2 separate regions of the Siniperca chuatsi genome follow, and region 2 is linked to region 1. The links are chromatin contacts, called in public Hi-C maps. All regions are on one chromosome and are shown on one strand. Each heading gives the region's core, a stretch centred on a gene start, on an enhancer-like site or on the middle of the called end of the contact. The rest is flanking DNA. Distances are from core to core; before and after follow the strand shown.

Region 1 (4,851 bases), core at 1,134-3,633:
GAGACACACCGTAACGCCATGCCTGGAGCAGTGCTCCTGTGTTTTGCAAAGACAGGGAGGAAACCCTGGAGGCTTTCTATAAGTTTGACAGATTCTGTTGTGTTTACTTGAAATGAGAAGAAATGGGCCAAAGCAAAATGTGCCAAAGCTCGATGAAAAGGGAAAGGCTGGACCGGAGCAACCCTGCTCCCTGCCACTGCAGCTAATTTTCGCCCGCGGTGGAAGTCCATTATTGTCACTTTAGTTTATTTGGGACACTAATGTGCAGAAATGGCAATTACAGAGCCACAAAAGCACTCAGCTGGATGATTTTTTCCCCCTTCCAAAGTAAACTGCCATCTGTGGACCTCCTATCTGATGGAATCGGGCTGTCCTGAAATGCCTCCCTGTGAGCACCTATAGTAGGTGTGACTGTTTGGTTTGGTTTACGTCAAACTCTGTTTCCTCTGATGTTTTTTTTTTTTTTTTTTTAGCTACATATATTAGTCTACATTTATTAAATTAAACATATTTTAGTCCTGGTTAGATCCTTCTACAGAGGCAAATAAACACCAACTTTACATTAACAAAATGCTGTGAGAAGGTATTTCAGGCAGTAAAAGTCACGTTCATAGTCGCTGCTATAGGTGATTGTTGCAAACTTGCAATTTACGTTTGCCTTTTTATTGACTAAACTATTATCTTGAACCTTAACCAAGTGTTTCAATTGCCTAACCCTAACCATACCTTAACCGTACTGTAATTGCCATGAGCAGACTTTATAGATTTTAAAAAGCTGGAATTGGATGTAAAAAGAAATGGCGGTTGCAGAATGTTCCAATATAAGTTCTTGTCTGGTGAAAGGGTTGCATCATACCCAACTGAAGAGGGGGAAAAAAAATCATGATTTCAAAGAAATGATTATGTGGGGCGCCCTGGCTGAGTCCTTACCGCAGCGGCCGGGTTCAGATTCCAGCCCGGGCCCTTTGCTGCATGGGCCCCCCCCCCCGCCCTTCCTGCCTCTCCTCAGCAGTCAGACTCTAAATAAAGCAGAAATACCTAAAATAATCTTTAAATGATTTATGTTAAGAAACATTGTGGATACCAATAAAAGTCTTAAAAAGGCTTTGGGAACCCACAGGCCCTCCCATGTAGCAACTCTATAAAAAAAAAAAAGAGATAAAGTTTATTATTTATTTATAAGACAATCTGACAAGAGTTTTGTTAGTCTCTGGGCTTCACAAATGTAGGAATTTACTAACCTGAAACTGGAACCAGTTTTGGGAAGCCAGCAATCGGGAGAGACTCATTTTCCCTCAACATCCGGTGTGACTTTGAGCCAACGGTTTTCCTGCAGTCTGCCTGCTCAGGCAATAGACTCAGCCCCTGTCTATGATATAGAAATCTGATCGGAGGTTATTTATAAAAATGTCCCCAGGAGAGGAGTTCGACTTTGCTCAGTATCTGTTGTATCTCATTATCTCACCACCCTACTGTGACCTGCAATCATTTATCTCTTCCATCTAAGTATGTACATTCTAGCCCGTTCATTGACTGATTTCCATCTATCTTCATATGTGTTCCAGCCAGAAAATCTTTGGGCCTCTATCTGTCTGACTATGTCCTCATTAGGGCTTTAGAAACCTGTTGTATGGATGAACCAGCCTTCCCCAGCAGCTGTCTGGATATTAAATGCTCTCTAGGGTGAAACAAAAGCAGAGTTTCCTGTAATGCTTTTCAAGCCAGCTGTTCTTCCAGTGCAAAGGAATTATGAAAGCTGTAATTCTTTTTGCATTTTCTTTTTTTTTTTTCTGCGCTTGTTGACAGGCTGAGTTTTAGAAACCACATATAGGCTGGGTTACAAAATGGAAGTCTTAGTGGTTGGTTGTTTTAATGGTTGATTCCCACTGCTAAATGCCAGCCAATGTCGTGCCCGGCAAGTGGCTACATAAATTGGCAACTCTGTTTCAAAGCTGTCCCGCTGGCCGCCCCAGCCCACGCCGCCTGGGACTCCAGAACAGCTAGGAAATGGGCCTTGAGGTTAGATTGTTTTGCCAACCAAATTATTATGAGTTGTATTGTTTCTCTCGTCTTCCACTACTGGTCTTAATGAGAAGCCAAATCCAGGAGAAGTACAGGAGGAAAATCCAGAAACCCTAAACTGTAATTCGGTCAGGATAGAAATGTCAGAAAGTGCTCGTCACAAAACACATATTGGAATCATGAGTCACCATGTTTCTCTATAATCCATGTAAATCTCACATCCTGAATATGATCAAAGACGACCCAACATAGTAACGTGCGTGTAATCATCCTCCATGTGTAGTTTCCCATCAGGTCGTTTTTCTGATGTACTTCATATATGCAACCCCAGCACTGAATGTGTGTGCATGTGTGTGTGTACAGCATTTGTCTGTGTGCATTTCTGATGAACTGCAGCACATCGTGTGTCTCCGCAACGCCTTTTGTATGTATTATATTTTGATTTGCTTAGTACTTCTGTTCCTTCTGTTCTCAAGTGTGCACTGACGTGACAGTGAGCAGCTGTAACGAAAGCGTCTCCCCTTCGGGATCAATAAAGTATTTCTGGTTCTGACCTTTAAACTTTACTCTGCTTTGCCTCAACTCGACTATCTGATCCAAGATGAACACACACTGCTGTGACTGTAACATTTTATGCTTTTAATGTGTTTGCTCCTTTATTATCACATGGAGTATGTGATAGAGAAAAAAAAAAATCAAACCTTGAGAATAAAAAGTCTGCAATCAACACCTCATTTCTAAAAAAAGGTGTTGTGAGGTTGTGTAAAGTGGTTTTCCATGTTTGACCACTAGATGTCACCCTACACTGCGGCAAAATGTCACAAGGGCCAAAACATTAGAACAGTCTGCAAGATTCCCTTTTGATAAACTGACAACACAGTAATACCTGCATCCTTGAATGTCCCCTGATATGCAAACAGAGGCATCGGACATCTCTTTCAACCTGTTTTATCAAGCTGAAGAGGCTGATTACATCAAATTAGTGGCACTTTTTCCTCTTAACACACGCTTTTAGTTGCTAAAATGGCACAGCAGGAATGGCACAAAATACCTTGTTTTAAGATATTAGATTGAAGTGTTGTTATCATCAACTATGATATAAGTAATACACGTAGTGAGTGATGGTTTCTTGGCTCTGTGTTCAGCTAGGTAGGTACCCAGATGTCTGAGGAGGCTCTGAGGATGACGTCTTGGCCTTGAACCCCACCAGTATGTCAGGTAAGATGTCTGGCCGCCTGACTACCCCAACACACACTCACAGCCTCGTACCTCCAGGTTTATTCCAAATAACATTTATTGTCTGACTATTTAGTGCAACTATACTTTAAGTGTGCTGTATTTTAAAGTTGCTGATATTTAAGCCGTTATTCACTAAATCTAAATTTGACCTTTCATGCCTAAAGCAAGTATTCCACGTTTCCCCTGAATTATATTGTTGTCAGCAAGTATCTTCACTGAAATACAAACATATCGGCTCTAAACCAGCAACGTATCATTTTGTGTGTTTTTTATTTTTCAAACTTAAGTCTGGGAACTTAAATGCATTAAATCGGACAATTACAATCAGTTGAAAATCTAATTAGACCCTATACACGCGATCAGTGGCAGTATCACTTTGCGCCTGCGTGAGTCATTGTCTTTCTGTGGAGAGAGCGAAGAGGCCTTAGGCTGAGATAGCACACCTCAATGCTGCGCTCAAAAGTCAGTCAGTTTCAGCTTTGACCTTTGGACCTTGAAACTAGAATGAACTGTCAAGCTCAGAATCGAGGAAGTTTGAACATTTGCAGCTCTATAACAACTAAGAACACTCAATCTGCTGATGAAGATCATGCAGTATGGTCAAAAGCTCCAGATCAAGCGAGTGACTGGACATAGTCAGCTGCTGCTGCCGGCTTTTAAGCTCGACTTTGACCTTGTTTGTCAGTCACCTTTCTGTGCTCAGCCAATGAGACGGCAGCCGTCCATGGCGTAGCATCAAAGCCATGGAAAAAAGCGAATTGTTTTAGATTTCTTTCAGCTGTAGAACACAACCATAAAATCATAGCTAATCTTGGCATAACGACTGTAGCATGCCATGTTGGCGGCATAAACCTACGCTACACCTCCACTCTGCGCTGGACTGTGCGCCCCTTCGTAAGGCTGAAACATGCTTCTGCGGGCGTGTAGGTGGATGTGCATGACGGTCTTTCAGAGACAGAACCAGGGCTGCCTCCTTCAGACTTGTACACACAACTTTTTCGTATCCTGGCAGAATCAACCAATCAGTTTGCTTGACATGCAGGTCCACAGAGCATGTTGTTGGGATTTGGGAGGTGTGCGCATCGGCTCCTATACGACCCTCTCCTACCTGCGGTTACCCATAATACTCTTCGCTTTGTAGGTTCGCAAAGAATTCCAGCTTTACATGAGGCACAGCTCGTACCACTGATCATGTGTAGAGGGCCTTAGAAAAACACCGTTTTCTAATTTCACTGGTTAGTAATGAGCTGTCCGAACCACCAGAGGACCCCGTTTACTGTAAAATGCAGTGAACGGTGTCCTCTGGCAGCAAGAAACAAACAACCTTGTGATGTGAGGGAACATAAAATCACTTTAAATCAATCTTCTCCTTTTTAAAAGATAGTATTTTTTAGCCAAAATTGTTAAACAAATCGAAATCTATAATTCACTAGTCTCAGTCCCATCCTGTATAAGATGTACGTGTTGCTTTCTACAGAGAGGTTGTCCCATACATTGAACAGACAGTCTGTGCCACTGTTTACTCAGCACAGACAGTGTACTGTCCAAAGCGAATTGGCCGCCACGTGTGGATTTAGCCGGTCCTGGTGA
Region 2 (4,851 bases), core at 786-3,285, 100 kb before region 1:
AAACTGGCTCCACCTCGACAAGCTACAACAGTCCTACTAAAAGCACAGGTTCACCTTTTTTAAATCCGTCTCACAACAACAGTCAGACTTATTGACAATAAGTCCTCCTGAGCAGAGATCTGTTCCTAAAGTGATTCTGATGTAAGTGATGGGGGACAGAATCATGGACTTCTTTCCTCCCCCTTTATATCCTGCCCTCTTTCCCCCTCTTTGTCTTGGTTTTCCCATCGCCCCTTGGCACATGCTGTAAGTCAGACATGATTCCCCCCTCTGCTTCTCTTAGCCTTATTATTGAGTAGTAATAATAAAATAATAAAAAAATTTACCTGCAGAGTAACTTCTTACTATAGCTGTCAAATAAATGAAATAAAAAGTACAAATTTAGCCCTGAAAGTGTAGTAGAAGTGTAAAGTCGTAGTACCTCAACATTGTACTTACTGTGAGGACAGTCCTTGAGTTAATGTTCTTGGACTCACTGTATAGGTGTTATGAAACATTTGGCTCATTATGCAGATTCTAGATTTAGAATGAAATAATTGACTTGTGTATTTCTATTAACTGTGTCTACAGCTCAAATTTCTCATGTCCCTTCTGAGATTCTCCCATTTCCCTCGTGTGTTAAGAGTTTTAGGAGTTTAATTAAAGACAAAAGAGTTAAATGATCAGGAAATAAATTCAATCTGCCATCGCAGTCTGCAAATCAAGATTTTGTGCATTCTCAGTTTGAAATCCCTGTCCATCACTTTTGGCAGATGTTTTTGCATATTTGCCTTACTTTATCCACATGCATCTACTTGACATTATGGAGATTGTGAGTTTTATACTGTTTATTTGCCATAAATAAGCCTCTCAAGATATCTGATTGTTTTACATTCTGTATGGCTTTTAGCCGTCCCAGTCCCGTACTGCACACTGATTTTAAGCAGCTCATGAGTCTACAGTGTGTTCACTGAGAACAGTGACAACATGATGTATACTCAAAACAGTCAGTATGCATACTAAAACACTTACTGTCTGAGTATGCTGTTGATGGTCACTATTGTCCCACAATGCAATGCATAAATGGACAGCTGCAAAAAACTGAACGACTGAAAATAATGGTGGGAAAGCTTGGAAAGCAAAAAAAACGGAGCTAAATATTAGATGTTTCGACATTTTGCTTTGTCTTTGTGAAGTTTAATTGGCAGTCACAGGGTGATCAGCACATACTGCATGAGTTCCTGTTTCCTGTTGATACTCGTTGCTATAAATATGATGTATGAGGTCGGCTGTTGCTCGGCAATTCGCCGGTCTTCTTAATGCTTTGATTGCGTTCCGTTTCATTTCGCTCTAAATTCTGCCACCGTCCTTCACTGCAAAACTGCCCAAGAGGTTGCTTTATAGGACAAGAGTCTGGCTGCAGTTTTTCTTATGGTCCTCATAGTCTTATCAACTGCTTATCTTCTAGCCTTATCACATGCTGTGTGTGTTCATTTAATTCAGTGTAATGAGATAGGCTATGTTTTATCACTTTAGGCTTTTTCCAAACTTACAATAAGGACAACAGGATAATAACATGGGGAGAAAATACAGTTCATAAAAAGCTCAAGGCATTTATTGAACTGGAATATAAAATATTATACATATATACTGTATATATATATATATATATATATACAGTACATTATATGTTCTGGAGACAAAATATGAGCTTTGGATTGTGATGTTGTGTTTAATTGGGGACCAATTTTTGACACATCGTGCATCAAATTATTTTGTTCAAAGATATTTTCAGAAAAGACCTACAGTACGTAAAGGTTCCTCAACAAATTTAAAAAAGGCCATAAAGAAACATTCAACAAACCCGATCATTTCAAATTCTCCAGATGTGCAGTTCCCACATATAACCACTTGATGGCAACAGCAGACTGTTGTTGTTTCCATGTTACATAAATCGGCACAGTACCAAAAGTTTGTCTACCAATCAGATAAAACCATAAAAGTGCCACACACAGCAAATATGTAATTCATTCTTGTTTAGCATGTGTTCATGCGTACTGTGAGGAAAGACAATAAAAGGCTCACATCAAAGCCACATTTATCAGTACCGTGGGAGAACTGCCAGGATGCAGTGAAATATTTGGATTTGGCAGCTGGGGAAGGCTTCACGGTGACCCGGTGAGAGACTGAGGTTACCGTGTGTGTTTAAACTGTCTAACCAGCTGTTGGGATTACAGACTCAGAGGACAGAGCAGTGGGAGTCTAAAGAAATCTCAGTCTGTTTCTAGCAGTACAGACCCTGTACTCCTCTTCACTGAGTCTGTGGCCTGAAGCGAACCCAGCAACACTCACTGTTAGTCAGCTGCTGCTAAATGACGCTGTATAATAATATACTGTCTTTTATTAGAGGGTGTGTTTATGGCCCGTACTTTCAACTTATCAAAGGTCTAGAACATAGTTTGGAGACAGGCCAAGTTTCCAAATTTCCCAATTCAACATGAGCGTGAACTGAACACTTACATAACAAGACATTAAGTGTCCTTATGTGAACATGTTTATGTTATGATTCATTTCTATTCAATTTTATTTATATAGCGCCAATTCATAACAGAAGTTATCTCATTGCACTTTTCCTATAGAGCAGGTCTAGACCGTACTCTTTATAATATTAATTACAGAGACCCAACAAATCCCACCATGAGCAAGCACTTGGCAACAAATAGAATTTTAAAATAGTAATAATGTAACGGTGGAGGTAATATTAATATTAATAAAGTAATAATAATAGGAATGACAGTCACAGGTCTTTTCTCTAAAAAGGCGATGCTAAACTATGAAAACCACTTTTTATTTTTCATTATTCTAAACAGTCATCAAAGTGGAGACACGTTCCCAAGATTCTGTTAGGCCACTCGCTTTAAAGAGGACATCAGAAGGCCGGGATCAGACCACATGATATCGGCCCAGCACCACAGATCTCAAGTTTTATCTCAAGTAGTCAGTTGTGGAAGTGTAATGGTACAATGGAAACGCTTCTTCGTGTCATTCAACCTGCTAAAAATATTATCAAGGACGCGACCCTCAGAGTCCTCACTGGTATATGGCCCTGAACATGAGACCTGCATACTGTATATAGCTATAGAGTTCAATATCGTTTCGGAGTTGTTAGCAGTTCCACCAAAGAGACATCTCCCCTCTAAACTTCTCAGATGGTTTCATTTTAATAATTATTGAAGGCCCTGAGAATAGAATTATAAAACATTCACAAAAAAGCAACAATGTAGTTCAAAGTTCAAAAAAATGAAAACAGATTTATGTGTCAGAAGTTTGTTTTTTCTTCCTTGCTGCTATTTTTGCATTGTTGTGTTTTATTATTCCACTACTGCGTGCAGCGTGTCACAGTGGAAGACATCCGAAGCCTCATGATGCCAGACAAACGCCCTCTCTGGCCAAATTTGACAGCTTCTTTGATGTGTTCCATAATGTTGACCTACAGGAGCTCTTCTGCCCACAACTGGGAACATGATAAGGTAAAAAAAGGAATCATGTTTTGTTTTATTTCACTGAATCTGCAACCATTTCACTATCACCCATGTGTCAGGAGCATTATATCACTTTAATCACACCTGTGGGTGTGACATCACACATGATATGTACTGTATACTGCTCATTCACACTCTTTCTCTTCCTCTTTCTACCGACTCTTACTACCACGTGACGATAAATGGTTCCAGGTTCATGTAATGTGCAGAGGGTGACGTCGCACCCGCAGGTGTGATAAATTTGCCAAAATGTATAAAAAATATAGGCTAAAAAACGGGGATCAAAAATGTAATGCCAGAAGAAGAAGCATAATACAGAAATAGCCAGAAACCAGAAAAACGTATAAAACCGCATGCCCACTTTCACTTTCACCATCTTTTCCTCCATCTAACAAACCAACACAGAGGGCTACACTAACCCTTATTAAAAGACCTCAGTTTTATATGACTTACTTCAGTTTGATGCTGTACTGCACAGCTGCAGTGCAGCATTTCTTTTTGTTTCTAAGTGGCAATACTCCTCTCTCCAAAAATCCTGAAATAAGGGAAACTTTGGTGAACAATTTGGTGGACATAGAGAAGTAACCTGTAAAAGGCGGTTTAAGTGTTTCCCATGTATTCACCTTTTGCCCTCCCACATCACGCCTCTGTTGGGCCGCACAATACATTTAATGCATGGCTTCATGTATGATGCAGCATTTTCTTGAAGCATTAGTCCACAAGACATTGTATCTCTGCAATAATCAGGCTTAACAACCAAACTACCAGAGGCCGTGCCCGGAGCTGGTTTCACTCTCTGGTTAATGTTAGTTCACCTGCATGGTGACCTGTGAAACAACTGGTTATGAGATGTTTGTGCGCGCGCGTGTGTGTGTGTGTGTGTGTGTGTAAACTGGTCTGGAGGGCTCTGTGTTGATGTTGATCGTAACTGTACTTGACAGCTCCCAGAACAAAATTCCCCAGTTGCCAGAGGGAGCAGCCCCTCAACTGCACACATACTTTATTTATAGGTGGAGGAGATCAGAGAGAGGACGGGTTCATGAGGTCAGCGGTTTGTTTTTTACATTGCTGGATGGCACTTCAGACAAACCACAAAAACGGGAAGAATGCTCTTTGAATTAGGCGTCTAGGGAATACGGAGCAGATTGATGCAATTTTCGTTCAAGAACTAATTTTACTGGAAATTAATTACTTTAGACTGCTAAAGGCATTTTCATGTGTGAATGTATCAAGTTTAACAAGCAAAAAGTTTCACGTTGGTCAACTTTGGAGGCAGAAACAAGGGAATCATTGGACGAAATAAGTGAGTAGTATCAGTTAAAGTGACATC

What was found. A called contact is a pair of places that touch in the nucleus more often than the background predicts.
Region 2: a contact with region 1 is called in a Hi-C map of liver, with 2.7 times the contacts expected there. The contact joins two enhancer-like sites. A contact is called at or near these places in 3 of 3 Hi-C or Micro-C datasets (liver, skeletal muscle and an unstated tissue).

The regions. Positions count from the first base shown.
Region 1 is chrLG17:24,729,118-24,733,968 of ASM2008510v1, reverse strand. thrb (thyroid hormone receptor beta) reads left to right here. Exons shown (of 9, transcript XM_044171197.1): 2 at 3,168-3,240. The coding sequence starts at 3,234. Among protein-coding and RNA genes, the nearest start is that of LOC122864106, 48 kb to the right of the region's middle. Within about 2 kb of position 2,383, the one cell type or tissue checked has an H3K27ac peak away from gene starts, as active enhancers do. A contact at or near this core is called in liver, where this site is marked.
Region 2 is chrLG17:24,833,250-24,838,100 of ASM2008510v1, reverse strand. No RefSeq gene overlaps it. Among protein-coding and RNA genes, the nearest start is that of LOC122864107, 9.0 kb to the left of the region's middle. Within about 2 kb of position 2,035, the one cell type or tissue checked has an H3K27ac peak away from gene starts, as active enhancers do. A contact at or near this core is called in liver, where this site is marked.